3 separate regions of the Mus musculus genome follow, and regions 1 and 3 are each linked to region 2. The links are chromatin contacts, called in public HiCAR-type and promoter capture Hi-C maps. All regions are on one chromosome and are shown on one strand. The core of a region is the stretch at or near the end of the contact, and the rest is flanking DNA. Distances in the headings are between cores, read along the strand shown. Region 1 holds the start of Ifitm10 (interferon induced transmembrane protein 10). Region 2 holds the start of Phrf1 (PHD and ring finger domains 1). Region 3 holds the start of Adgra1 (adhesion G protein-coupled receptor A1).

Region 1 (4,736 bases), core at 1,126-3,625, 1.1 Mb after region 2:
GGAGCCTTGCAGCATTTCCCCTACAGTCCCATAAATGGTCTTTGGGAGATGGAAATCCCTGTGAGGTTGCCAGCTGCCAGTTTGCCTCCCCCACCCAGCCGGCCACAGCCAATACCAAAGCCATTCGCAGTAGTCTTGGCAAGCACATCAGGGCTTTTCATCGCTTTGCCATCTGCGCCTACTGACAACCACACACACAACAGCTCCCCCTCAGCACCCCGAGTGACACCCTGTTGCGATAAGCAGAGCGCCCCGCATCTCCACGCACTCAGGGCATTCAGAGCTACAGTGACACTGCCCTAGTCATTGACTGGCAGAATGAAAAGCGCTCACTGAAGCACATACACACCAAGACGCACCACACACACAATCACCAGCCCAGCTCTCCAGTCCCAGCATACTCCTGCGCCCAGACGCGCCAGGTAAACAATTGCCCACCCAGACACGCAGCGCTACACACCGCCCCACAGGCTCAGGCACATCTCCGGAGGATCCGCGCAGGTGCAGGACTACAAACTCCAAAGCCAACAGAAAGCGGCACTGGGAGACCCTAAGAGCGCACACTGTCACACAGAACCACTCACCTCCCCTCTTGTCCCCACCCCCAACCGTGCCACCAAGAGACCCACAATGACACTCTGCGAAATGGACACTTCCAAGAGACAGCTTGGCGCCGGAGCTCTGCGCCACCAGGCGCACCCGGCGCCGGTGAGGTGATAGCAAGGGGCTGTGGCTGAACTGGGTGGTCCCCAATCTGACCCCGGGCTGCAGCAGTCACCAGTACCGCTCACCTACTGGCGACTCGACGAGTGGGTCAGACCCCTGAACCTAGGAGCGCGCGTCCTTCCGCTCTCCCGCTGTCTGTCCGCTGATCGCGTCCCAGCGGCCCAACCTTGGGGGCGGGGAGCGAGCGGGGCTGGCGCCGCTGCCTCCCCCGCTGCCCGCGCGCGCTCCGCAGCGCCAGGCCGGCCGCGGCTGCAGCCAGAGCCTGACTCACGGCGGCGTCGCAGACACCTCCGCCTCCTCCCTAGGGAGGGAGGGGGCCCGCTAGCCCGGAAGCCAGGACCCCGGGGAGTCGCAAGGCTGGCACCCCTCTATCCCATGAGCTGCATGGCTCTCATATCCACCGACCACCAAGCCGCTGCTACCCCAGTCCACCTGTGCTCAAATTCTCTCGCGGGTCCTCAAGTCCCGGCAAGTCTGTCTGCTGAGCATTCCACTTTATTCCCACGGCTGACCCCCCTTCTCCCTACATTTCTTCCACCTGAACCTTGTTAGCTCCAAGACCTGTGCCTTCAGAACCCCCTTACCTAGCATCTCTTCTCCCTGCCCTGTTGAGTCCCACCTGCCATCCTCAGTCCCGTGGCGGTCCTAGCCTTTTCTCATGAGGCCCTGTCCTGGTATCAGCTTTTTAAGCCCTCACCCACCTCTTCCTTGATCTTGCCCAGCTGGGCTCCAACCTCGCTACTTGCTAAGCCCTGTCTGAGCTGCTCAAGTCTCCATCTCTAATCAGGCTTATTTTGGGAGTCTCTGGTCCCTTGAAGTCTACACACTGCAGATCATAGTTCCCACCTGACTGGGATGCAACACATCAAACCCCAGAGGGACACTCATCTCTGTTCAATCCTGTCTCCCAAGTCCCCAAGGTCAATGTTCAGGGTTGTTTTTTTTTTTTTTTTTCTCCCGAGTCCAAGTCCAGGCCCTTCACCAACAATCTTCAGAACCCTGCCCTGGGCCTCCTTTTTGAAGTCCCTGTCACCCAAGTCTGACATATGTTCTAATATGTTCATCATAACAGGGACTTGAAGGATCTGACCTGTAACAGGCTTGCCTGTCCCTGCTTCACAAGTTTTGCTCTGCCCTCAGGGACAGATGTGCTACTCAGAAGCCTGGGTCCTCTCAGACACCCCTACATTGATTTCCTTAAAGCTCGGTCTGTGTACCCCGCTCATGACCTTTCTGACCCCCATCCTGGGCCCTGACAGTGCTCGGTCCTTACACATGACTTGCTCTAAGCAATACTGTCCTCTAAGACTCAAGGCCAAGCAGTTTCTTCTCTCCCCGCCTCATCTCCTTCCCATCCTCAGTCTCTCTTGGACATTTGTCCTCAACTGATCCCCACCTCCAGAGAAGCCCCAATGGGCTTCCTTCACCATGGAGAGCCCCCAACTGCCCTCCCTCCCTCCCTCAGAACCCCTACCTCACCATGTGGGGGTGGAGTTCTCAGTAGGTCCTCTTCACCCTACCCTGAAGTTCCCCCAACTGTGTGTAAAAGCCTCGTTTTCTGCCTCCCTGGATCCCATTCTCCCTAGCTCTTCTCTGGGACCCTTTCCAGAGAGTTCCAGGGCTGCCTGGCCCCTAGACTTTCTGGTCTCCTGGAACCTTGGCTCTCTGAACCCTGAGTCTTTCTTCAAAGCCCTGTCTCCTGATTAAGCCCCGCCCCATGCCAAGTTCCTCCCTTTCCAGCCCAAACCCCACCTCTGACCCCCAGCACAGCTCATTTCTGCGTGTCAGGAATTTTCAGTGTGAAGTGGATCTTAAGTGTAGAGGAAAAAAAAAAAAAAAGAAAGAGACTCTCCTTGAGTGGGTGGAATTAATTTCCACACTGGCAAGGACCCCTCCCACCGTTTCTTGGCTTTCTTCTGGGCACTCCCTCATGGAGCCTAGCCTTGTTGGTCCAATAAGCCTGGGGGCAAGTGGGCTGTGCCAGGAAGTCAGTTTTCCTTCATCCAACCCCACCACTGCTTTGGATCCCAAGGGCCTGACAACCAAACATGCTGACACTCCCTCCCCAGCCTGTGTGCGGCTGTGTACCACCCAACTAATTACATCCATTCGCACTCCTGACAGTCTGCTTACCACACAACCTAAGTCAGGTGCTGTCCTTGGCATGTCTGGCCTGGGAGTCTCAGACTTCAGGAAGCAGAAGGGTTGGCCCTTTGGCCCTCGGGGCAGGGTCCACTCAAGGTCATTGGCAAGGTGAAGGGTGAGTTGGAATCCTCTTCCCAAGAGTCAGCTTTATGGCTCTGGAGTCAGCGTCCCAACCTTACACTTTAAGCTGGTCAGGGCAAGACTTGGGTATGGTCCAGCCTCACTAATACCCTGGTCAGGGGTTTGAGGGGAGAAACACCCACCATGAGAAAACTAGAGTAAAGCTAGCTTCCCTATCCCTGCCTGCAGCAAGGGTCTTTCTTCTTCCCAGGGCATGAAGGCTGATGTGAAGGTCACTCAGCTAAGAGACTGATGTGAACCCTGAGCTAGAGTCCGGGGTGCTCCCCGGGGCATCCCTGGGTGGTGATGGTGGCATCAGCGGCATCTGCAGAAGCAGCGGCCCCAGTATGCAGGCCTGGCAGCACAGCTCAGCCTCAGGCCTGCAGGGCAGGGAGGAGATCTGTCTCCAGCTTTGGTGCACAAGCCTTTGATAACACTAGTCTCCAGAAGCCCTGCCAGGCCCTGCGGGACTCCCTGCTCAGATTTCAGACAGAGAACACTGGGTACATGTTTACTGGCCTTCTGACAACCCTTGGTGAACATTCTCCAGAAGTAACCTAACAGGGCTCAGGTATGGGACATATTCCCCTGCCCCAAACCCTCCTACCAAAACAATGACAGCCACTGACCAGCAGGCAAAGGGTGCCAGGACAACCCCAGAAAGTGACAGAGGTCACACTTCCCTATATCCTGTACCTGTTAGTGTGGGGAAGGGGCTCTAAGATTCCAGAGCTGATTCCAAAAGGAAGCTCTACCCTACCAGTAAGCACTCGATAACTCCTACTCTATTTAAAAGCCTGCTGGTTGCCTCCACTGTTGTATTTGAAACCTGTGTTCACCCACTTCTCCCGCCCCCTGAAACCGAACCTTCTCACAGATGCTTGTAGAACAACTGTAGTCCGTGGCAGAGAGTTCTGACCTCTCATCTCCAAGACCCCAGGCAGCCGGGCAGGCTCCAACACTGGCTAGACTCAAAAAGCTGAAGACTGCTTCTTGAGCCTGGCAGAGGCCCAGGCAGGGAGACTGCCCAGGGCACCCAGGACGAGCAGATGGCTTTTCTGACCCAGGCTTAAAGGACTGACTGTTGAAAAGGGAATGTATGCAGCCCAAGATTCCCATCAAGGCTTATTCCGTTTCTTCTGGGAATAGGCTGCTTCCCTGGCAAAGCACAGCAGGTGCTGGCCTGGCCACCTCTGAAAATGATTCAACACAGGACCTAACACAGAATTCTAGGCCCGCTCCATGGCCTCCAGCCAAGGCCACATCCGGCCTGACTACTGCCTGAGGTCCCAGAACCTGCCAGTTCTAGTTCAGACTCATCTTGCCCACAAGGCCAGATAGCAAGCCAGAGCCTCAGGAGTCCCCTCTGTTCACTGGCCTGGTGCTGAAAGCCAAGTCTGGGCTCTAGCACACTCCCTACCCCCCCCCCCCCCAATATTCTCCACAGCCAGCGTGTCCCCGAATTAGCCCTCAGTAGTACTGGGTTCTACTGGTCTAGCTAGCTCCGTCGCCAAGGTCCCAATTCAGAAACAGTACAGAGCACACCAATAGAGATCAAGGCCCAAAACAACTTTATTTGTATTTCAACTTTGGCTCCCAGCTGCCTAGCCCAGGATGAGGGCAGCAGAGGCCAGCCAAAACCAGTCAGTCATCCTACCTCTACCCCAGGCTGAGGCATGCCTTCCCAGGAGGGCGGGGTCAAGCCCTAGGTAACCCCCCAGGTTCATAGTTTTGCTTCTGTCCTC
Region 2 (4,451 bases), core at 881-3,380:
TTTTTTTTAAAAAAAGACTTATTGTGTATACCTAATTCTGTCTGCATGTATGTCTACAGGCCAGAAGAGGGCGCCATATCTCATTATAGATGGTTGTGAGTCAACTTGTGGTTGCTGGGAATCGAACTCAGGACCTCTGGAAGAGCAGCCAATGCTCTTAACCTCTGAACCATCTTTCAGCCACAATATTTCTCCTTTTTAAACTCCTTTAAATTTCCTCTTCTTAGCTAATTCTACTTATCGTTCTCTTCCCAGCAAATCAGCGAATTTACTGCATAGTTACCATGCTGGCCTTTCCTGTTCAGTCTTCTGAGTTTCTCTATACTTCCTCCAAGACTGATACTCTCAGAGTCTCAGATGGGCCTTACTCCCAGCCCCATCGTTTTTGAGTTAAGAGTCTCATGTAGTCTAGACTGTTTTTGAACTCCCTGTGTATGCAAGGATGACCTTCTATATAATCTTGCCTATGCTTCCATATCTAATTTATTTTGTGCCAGGGATGAACCCATGGCTCTGGGCATGCCAGTCAAGCACCCCTCCATCTTAACCACCCCCCTGCTCCCAGGTCCTTTCTTTCCTTTGAGACAAAGAGGGTCTCTTTGTAGCTCTGGCTGTTCTGGAACTTGCTATGTGCTCCAGGCTAGCCTTGAACTCACACTGGTCCGCCTGTCTCTTCTGAGAGTAAAGGTTATGTCACCCTGTCCAGCCCCAGATCCCTTCTTGATGTATGTGTTTGCTTCTCCTTTTCTTGTTTTCTTCAGTACCCTACCCTTGAGTTTCTTTGTAGAATCTGGACTTTTTAGCACTGAAAGTCCCAGGTTCCAAAGCTGGTCCCCACTACCACCACATTTTATCTCCAAGGCAGCCTTTTGTCCTCTGCTCTCTGGGGATAACCCTAGCTTTCCCTCTTCTAAGTAGACTCCTATCTCCTCATCTTCATATTCTTCCTTCCCTCTCCTCCCTGCCCCTCTCATCCAGTTTCTCAGTAAATCTACAGTCTGTCTTCTCCTCCTTTCTTTTTCTTTTCTTTTCTTTTCTTTTTTTTTTTTTCTTTCTTTCTTTCTTTCTTTCTTTCTTTCTTTCTTTCTTTCCTTTTTTTTTTTTGTTGTTGTTCTTGTTGTTTTCGAGACAGGGTTTCTCTGTATAGCCCTGGCTGTCCTGGAACTCACTCTGAAGACCAGGCTGGCCTTGAACTCAGAAACCCGCCTGCCTGCCTCTGCATCCCAAGTGCTGGGATTAAAAGCGTGCACCACCACTGCCCGGCTACAGTCTGTCTTCTATTCCTATCAAAAGCCATCCCTTCTGAGCCACAGTGGTCCCTGGACCACAAAATGGGCAGTTGAGTCCAGTGAGCCATGATTGCCACCTGTTTAGTACCTCAGTGTCCTCTGATCCCCTCAGCCTCTAGGTCAGTCTCAGTTTTGTGGGTCTGAATTTTCCCTGAGTCCTCTCATGGTTCTTCCCCTAATCCTATTATGCTCCATACTTTGACCCCTCTCACCAGGCCTTTATGCGTACTAGGCAAGAAAGTGTCCTACTGCCAGGCGGTAACCTCTAGTTCTGTTCTTTCTATTAATTATCTGTGCCATACAATTAAGTTCTTCACGGTGTTCACAAGTTACTGTGCCTCTCCTCGCCGGGCTGAAGGGGACGGAGGAGCTCGTATATACAGGATCCATCATGATTAACTGCATACTGGAAGGGAACCTGAAGACCCAGGGGACATCCTGAAGCTTTTCTCTAGCGCTCCTCCAGCCGCGGGCTGCAGTTAAGTCCAGCCACCAGGAGGAGGCGCTCACGGGAGGGCGGGACGGTTGTGGGCGGAGACGTGGTCCCGGGGCCGCTCCCATTCATCGCGGCGGATGGGGAGTCGGACTGTACCAACTGCATGGAGGTGAGACCCACAGCCTGGTTTAGTGCACTGGTGAGAGCTCGGACAGCACACGCTCAGCAAAACACTGCTCTCCTCTGACAGTACTTGTGATGGGCTAGTCGGTGTTCTGAGAGGAAGGGGACGCGCTAACGTCTCGTCATCCTCCGCCGCGAGTTCCTCCCCGTTTTGGCCTTAGTAGTTTCCACCAACGGGCAGGGCAGAAAGTTCCGGAAGAGTATGGGTGCACTTCCGGGTCGGGGAGCGCGCGGCGACGGCGGCGGCGGCTGACCGGCCTACTTGCGGTCGTGTTCGGACAGAGGCGGGATCGTCTAGGAGCGTCCGGGAGGCGCGAGGTTCCCGGGTACGTGCGGTAGCCGCTCTGGCCCGGTGTCCCTGTCGCGTCCGGCCGCGCGGGCCACCTATGGTGGCCGTACGCTTTGTCTGTGGCCTTCCGGGCCGGCTAGGCCTACGTCGCTCTGGCCGCGGGTCGGTCCGGAGGACGAGAGGGTGGCTGAGGCCTCGAGCTGAGCCCCGGAACGTCCGGCTGCGACCGGGAGGCCCATGGGCGTGGTGCCGGCCACCTGTCTGGTCATGCGGGAACCTGGACTGGTGCATAAGAAAGGTGTGACCCCTAGCTACCTGGTTTTCTGTCCTGATGGCCCTCGCCCTGGCCAGCACCATCTGAACTTGCCCAAATTGTGCTTGATGTCGCGATTATCGTTTTCCTTAGTTCGAGGAGCCCTCCCAGCATTCTCGAGTAGGCACCACTGTCGGAGCTTTACAGCCATAGTTCGGAGAGGTAAAGTCACTTGTCAGTGTTACATCGCTGCAGAGTGGCAGAGCCAACATTGCTTTCAAACCTGTCTTCCTGTCTTGTGTTTGAACCCCGGGTTGCTCCCATCGTGTCTTGAAAGGAGTACTCTGCAACAGAAAACAGTAACGTGTCTGGCGACTGTCATCTTGGCCAGTGGTTGGAAGCACAGTTGGAGTTTGAGATTGACTTGCAGCTCGGCATTCCTCCTTTCTCCCCATAGACCACTCTATACTCATTCCTCTGGGAAGAATGCTGAGTGAAAAGGGCAACCTGTGGCGTCACTCAGCACTGAGAGAAAGCCAAGACTTGTGTGAGTGAGGTTCACAGAGTTCCTTATAGCTCCTCTTTTCTGAAAACTGGGACCATGACCGAGGTCCCCGTCATGAATGGGCCAAAGCTCTGTGTCTATCTCAGTCTGCATTTTCTAATATCAGAGACGGTGTGTTTCAGCAGGAGTCTGTGGCAAATTCTCTGAGCACCAGGTAGACGTAAGATAGTTTATCAGAACTCTTCTCCCTTTACTGTTCCCAGGCAGGAGCAACATGTGACAATTGACATTCCTTAAGTTATGCCCTCTGTGTTTAGAGACCATCAGCTCTTCTCCTGGCCTTTGACCTCTTGGAGAAGGGTTTCGCCCTTCCCTGTGGCTTTGAGTGGATAGCCTGTGTGTTCTTGAGGCCGATGGACCTCTAGGATCTGGGGCCCCTGATCTTGAGCCCTATTTTTCAGCTTTCTTATGCTGTTTTGTTTTGTTTTGTTTTTCTCTGACTGTGGACATTAGGTTTGGTGGGAAGCATAGGGTACCACAGGATAGGCTAGTGAGTTTTTGAATGAATTTTCTGTGAAAGGGGCTTCCTCTGGAAGTAACTGGGAAAGTTAGGTGGCACAGAGGAGTAAAGACCACATATATGAATAGGTTCTTATTTGGGGAACTAGAGCTTGGTACAGAAGGAAGGTCATATCTAGTGACATTTATGATCCTTCTTTCTCTCTTTTGTTTTTTGTTTTGTTTGTTTGTTTCTGAGACAGGGTTTCTCAGTGTCTCCCTGGCTGTCCTGGAACTCATTCTGTAGACAAGGCTGGTCCCAAACTTAGAATCCGCCTGTCTCTGCCTCACAAGTGCTGGGATTAAAGGTGTGCCACAACTCCCTGGCTCTCTCTCTTTTGTTTTTGAGGCAGGGTTTCTCTGTGTAGGCCTGGCTATCCTGGAACTTGCTCTGTAGACCAGACTGGCCTCAAAGTCAGAAGAGTGAAGACAGGAAGTCTTTTAAACATTGTTCTTACAGGCTTGCAAAGGAGGACTAGCAGGTGTTCCAGCTGACAAAGTCAGGAGAGGGACAGCCCAGCATCTTCTGCCTTTCAGCCTGGGCCACAGGAATGCCATAGTCCCCAGGAACTTCATCTGAGGTTTATAATCTGATGGTGGCCAGCTGAGCAGAGGCCAGTGGGCCAGCATTGGCCAAGAGTGACATGCCCACTTAGTGACAGGCAAATGGGCGACTCACCACTGGAGTCCTCGTGATGACCGGCTCTCAGGTGAAAAGTGCTGCTCTGTTTCAGCGCATATGTCTGTCTGGTTCATTTCTGTATTAGGACTCTTCAGGAATGCTTGGGTGAGAGCATTGCTAGTCCTCAGGCACGAAGACCCTGCTTTGCATTTGGTTCTGGAAACTAGTCACTGTCTCTTATGAAGATGTATTTTATGTTTTATATTTGCACATGGCTCTATGACTAGGGTACTGTGTGTTGTGTCTCACAGCTCAG
Region 3 (4,215 bases), core at 281-2,780, 1.4 Mb before region 2:
AGTGGTACCCCAGAGACTAAGCCTGAAGTGATGCCCTCCATGGGCAGCTCCAACCTAGGCCCTGGCACAAATGTAGAGAGGCATATGTGACCATTATGAATGGTTTAGTGCCCGAGTATTTATAAAGCCAGGCCTTGGGCTCTGTTTTTGGAAACTTCAGCTACACAATACAAGGAGATAGACTCCTTCTGGCCACTCCAGGAAGAAGCTGAGAATCATCACTCACGCAGTACATAGAGTCCAGGGGCCAGTAGCCAGGCCTCTTCTGCCTCTCCTGAGGGCCTGGACCACCTGTGACAGACCTGGAGCCCTGAGCAGAAGACCAGTGTCAGAGCCTACTCTGATTCAGAGCCACCTCCCCCTACATACTTCCTGCTCTCCTTTCTGCCCCGTTCCCTATCCACCCGACTAAGACTATCATCCAGGATCCATCAGGGACTTTGGCTGGCCTCCAGTTCCTGGAGAAGAGACTCTGAGAGTTCAGAACACATGGAGGCCTCCATCACTCATAGGGTGCTGAGCAGACAGAATTCCTCAGGGTCAAGTCCCTTATCTGAAGTTCGGGGCTCAGTGTTCCCACTGAGGACTGGGACAGGAGAGTTGACCACACCCCACCCAGAGGTTACACACCACAGGATTTCTAAAACAAAAATCACAATGTCCCTGGGTCTAATTCTATCTTTATGATCCTTTAACTACCTCCCCTGCCCCAGGAACTCTAGCTTCCAATCCTTTAAACTCCAGAGTAGCAAGAACCTAGGGGCCTCCTAGAGTAGACACTAGCTTTAACAGCACCTGAAGAGCAAAGTTGCTAGGTGGGATGGAGGTGCTACAAGAAAAGGAGCCAGGTGGAGAGGGAAGGGAATGGTCCCCAAACAGGTGTCTCCTAATCACAATGTCATGCCAACATCTGCCAAGGGGATAAACTTTGTGAAAAAGCTTGACCTGATCCAACTCTCCCCTCAGGCAACCAGTCTGGGCCAAGCCATCCCACAGCAGATGAGCTGGACTCTGACTCACGCCTCTGTACACTTTCCTTCTCAACACTCAGTCCTTTGGCCCAGGCTTGGAGAAGGGTTCAACACTGGGGTTAGGGAAGACACTTTCTGCCCCGCCAGGCCATGTCCACAGACAGGAGCAGCCCTGCTGACTCATGCTCACACAGTCTTCACCTCAGTTTCGGAAAATTTGGATTTGAACAGTATTTTAATACATGGATTGTGAAGATTCTTCCAAAATCAATTTCCGTTTTCACCTTCCTGTTCCTGCAGCCCTCGAGAGACAGGGATCTCTTTTTAAAATGAAATAACATCATCCTGTCCTCCTTTTGGGGAAAATGCTTTAATGTGAGTTGTCTGAATCGGTTGGAAGCAAGCAGCAAACCCTGGTCGGTTGTCTCTTTAAATCGACTCTGCAGTGTGACGGGCAGCCGGCCGCCGGGCTGGGAAGAACCATTCCCGCTCTGCCGCAGGGAGCCAGGGCACGGCGCTGCCGCGGTCCGCGCCTCCCCCAGTCCCCATGGTTACAGCTCCTGCTTCCCGGCCGGTCCTTCATTCCCCTGGCTGTTGCTGCAGAAATCCGGCGCGCAGGCGGCTGGCGTCCCCCAACCCAGAGCTGGAAACTGCCTGCAGAGAGCGCATTGGATGCCTGCTCTTCTCGGCTCTGACTCACTCCCTCCGGGTGCAGAGCTCCGTCCCCAGCGCAGTGCTCTGGCCACAGCCAGTCGCCAGGCTGCAGCCCTGCAATCTGTTGATAACTCCACTTATAAGCTCCAATCTCATGCCTTTCGTCATAGAAAGCTGTTCCCTAGCACGAGGGACATGCCACATCTCGCCTGTGAGAAGCAGGAGACCTGTGCCTCTTCGGCTGCCTTTACCAAAATAGGTGAGAAGTTGGGTGGCTTTCTCCTGATGTCTGAGAAGGGAAGGGGAGGGGTAGGGCTTGTGCCCAAGCTACTGGCCGGCCACAGTGTCCACTCATGAGGGCCATTTCTGGAGCAGAAACGCTGTGAGAGATTCGGCCACTCTTGCTGTTGGGAAGGTGGATTCTGAATAACTTTGGGTAAGTCTAGAGCTTGGAGCCTTAGCAAGACCACATAGTTCCAGCCAAGCAAGAATGTCCATGCGGGAGACGCCAGCCCTCAAGATCTAGCTACATCAGGCGGCAGCAGCAGCTTCTGCCTGCCAGGTCTTCCTGGGCACTGAGAGATTTACTCAGGTTTATTTGACTCTCTTGATTTCAATTGATAATGCTGGTCTGGCTTGTGCAGCCCGAAATAACCAAGTTACGGTCTTATGTTGGGATGGCGAGCAGAGACTACTTAAGGGATGCTTTCCGGCTGCCAGGAGCCAGGTTTCCTCCCAAGTCCCAAAGCCCAGGTTGTTACCACCTCTCTGGGTGCCTCAGATGAAGCCTGAGCTAAGGACTCCAACAGGCTGGCCAGGTTCATAGGAGCCAGAAAGGGGCAAACTTGGGAAGGGACTGAGTGCCCCCTGAGTATACCTGGGTATTGACCAGTATCAGGCTCCCTTGCACTCTGACCATGCATTGTCTTTGCAGGTGGGTCAGCCTGCAGATCCCCATTCATCTTGACACAGTCACTCTGAGGTAGCCTTCCCAGGAGCTCGACCGTGACTGTGTGGGACTTGACCTTCCAGATGGCCATGGAGGCTAGAGGGGAGAAGGGTGCAACATAGTGGTCGGTGCCAGCAACCCCATCAGTGCGCTTGCCTCCCTAACTCTGCAGGGCTCATGGTGAGTACACAGCCCAAGGGGCCTAAAGCTTTGACCAAAACCCTGCCGTTCACATCAGATCAGGGGCTACCATCTCTGTTAGGTGGAGGAGGCCTGGGCAGGAAAGTAAGTTATGGGGTGGTTAGGCACTTAGCAGCTGTCCAGCCTGTGTCAGTCCTGGGGTGGGATAACTCTATGGGGGCAGTGGGGTCTGGCTACATTGAGTCTCTGGCTGCCTGCCAGGGTCTGTCTGCTCACTGGCTCACTTGGTGCTGTTCATACTAATTAGCTGAAGGCACGCGGCAATGTCGAAGCATTTAATCAACAGAGTGGCATCCATCCATGCCCTGGGAAACCTTGTCTAGTCCTAGACTGGGTTCCCTCCCACTCAAGGGGGCCTCAGTCAGGTCACCAAGCCCTTCCTACTGTCCCTGCTCCTCAGAAAGTCAGCCGGCTTTGGCAGCTAAGGCTACAACAGGAGGGGGGAGGGTGTTTCTCTCACACTAGAAAAGGGTAAGAGCAGTGTGGTCAGCGGGTTGGAACAGTGTCCAAGACGTGGCGGGGCCCTTCCTGAAGGCTAAAGCTTGTATTGTGGTTGCTGCCTATTGGTCTCTAAGAAGGCTGACAGCCGAGTAAATAATGCATTGTGTATGCTCCTAAGGGACAGCTGACAGGGGCAGCTAGGGCTGGAGTGCGTGCTGGGAATGCCAATGACCACCAGGATAACATGTCCATAGCCCAGACGTGGGCATAGGTTCCTCAGTGCAGACCTGTGTGTCTGCCTAGTAAGGGGCATTCTGTCTGAATCTCTGCTCACTTGCTTCTTGCTCCACTCAAAACGCCCAAGAAGAGAGATCCCTGTTACCCGAATTAACATCACTTTAGCCTCCCTGGCTGGAGCAAAGGTTATGTCCATGCTGTCTCCTGACCCCAGCAAGGTTCCCTCTTCTAGGTGCTGGCAGCTCTCAAAGGAGAGCACCCTGGGCTCAAGGGTCCCTTGATTTCTACTGAGTCTCCTATTGCCCCCAAGTGCCACACCCAATATGGCTGTCAGCCCTAGGTTGGAATGGTTTGTGGCCTTTGTCCTCAAATTCATGTTTGCAAAAATGGAAAGCTACCCTTGGCAGATGATAGGTAAACTGGCTGAAGCTTCAGGAGGCATGGGTGGCTGCAGTGACCACCCTATGTGACCCACCGGGCAGAATTTAGCTGCCTAGCTCAGCCCTGCCACCTACAAGCCCCTGGCCCCCTCCTACACTCAACTCCCTATATAAGAAGTATCTGCCCTTTGCCCCCTCTCGTCCCAATGTGCTAGACTCACAGCAGTTGCCAGCAGCCCTGCGGAGATTTCTGTTCCACACGAGGACCATGCCAGACTTTAGGAGCCCAAGGCTGCCCATTCAAGAGCTCACACTGTAAATGCCTCCCTGACAATTTGGCCTGGAACCTGTGGACTTTCAAGGAGCTTATTATTATGGACTG

What was found. Promoter capture Hi-C pulls out the DNA fragments that hold promoters and counts their contacts. HiCAR-type assays count read pairs that join an accessible place to other places.
Region 1: a promoter capture Hi-C map of neutrophils shows a contact between it and region 2, with 2.7 times the contacts expected there. The contact joins the promoter of Ifitm10 here to the promoter of Phrf1 in region 2. A contact is called at or near these places in 2 of 39 promoter capture datasets (neutrophils and pre-B cells).
Region 3: a HiCAR-type map of astrocytes shows a contact between it and region 2, with 2.7 times the contacts expected there. The contact joins the promoter of Adgra1 here to the promoter of Phrf1 in region 2. A contact is called at or near these places in 1 of 39 promoter capture datasets (hippocampal neurons) and 1 of 115 datasets of contacts at active chromatin or transcription factors (astrocytes).

Annotation. Positions count from the first base shown.
Region 1 is chr7:142,371,371-142,376,106 of GRCm38.p6, forward strand. It overlaps Ifitm10 (interferon induced transmembrane protein 10), which reads right to left and starts at 2,376. Exons shown (of 3, transcript NM_001347541.1): 1 at 2,206-2,376. The coding sequence starts at 2,208. Ctsd (cathepsin D) reads right to left here. Exons shown (of 9, transcript NM_009983.3): 9 at 4,540-4,736.
Region 2 is chr7:141,226,658-141,231,108 of GRCm38.p6, forward strand. Phrf1 (PHD and ring finger domains 1) reads left to right here and starts at 2,131. Exons shown (of 18, transcript NM_001081118.1): 1 at 2,131-2,234. It overlaps Gm51460, which reads right to left and starts at 2,959. Exons shown (of 1, transcript XM_030243134.1): 1 at 1,549-2,959. The coding sequence starts at 2,554. The coding sequence ends at 2,066.
Region 3 is chr7:139,832,644-139,836,858 of GRCm38.p6, forward strand. It overlaps Adgra1 (adhesion G protein-coupled receptor A1), which reads left to right and starts at 1,531. Exons shown (of 8, transcript NM_177469.3): 1 at 1,531-1,884; 2 at 2,560-2,754.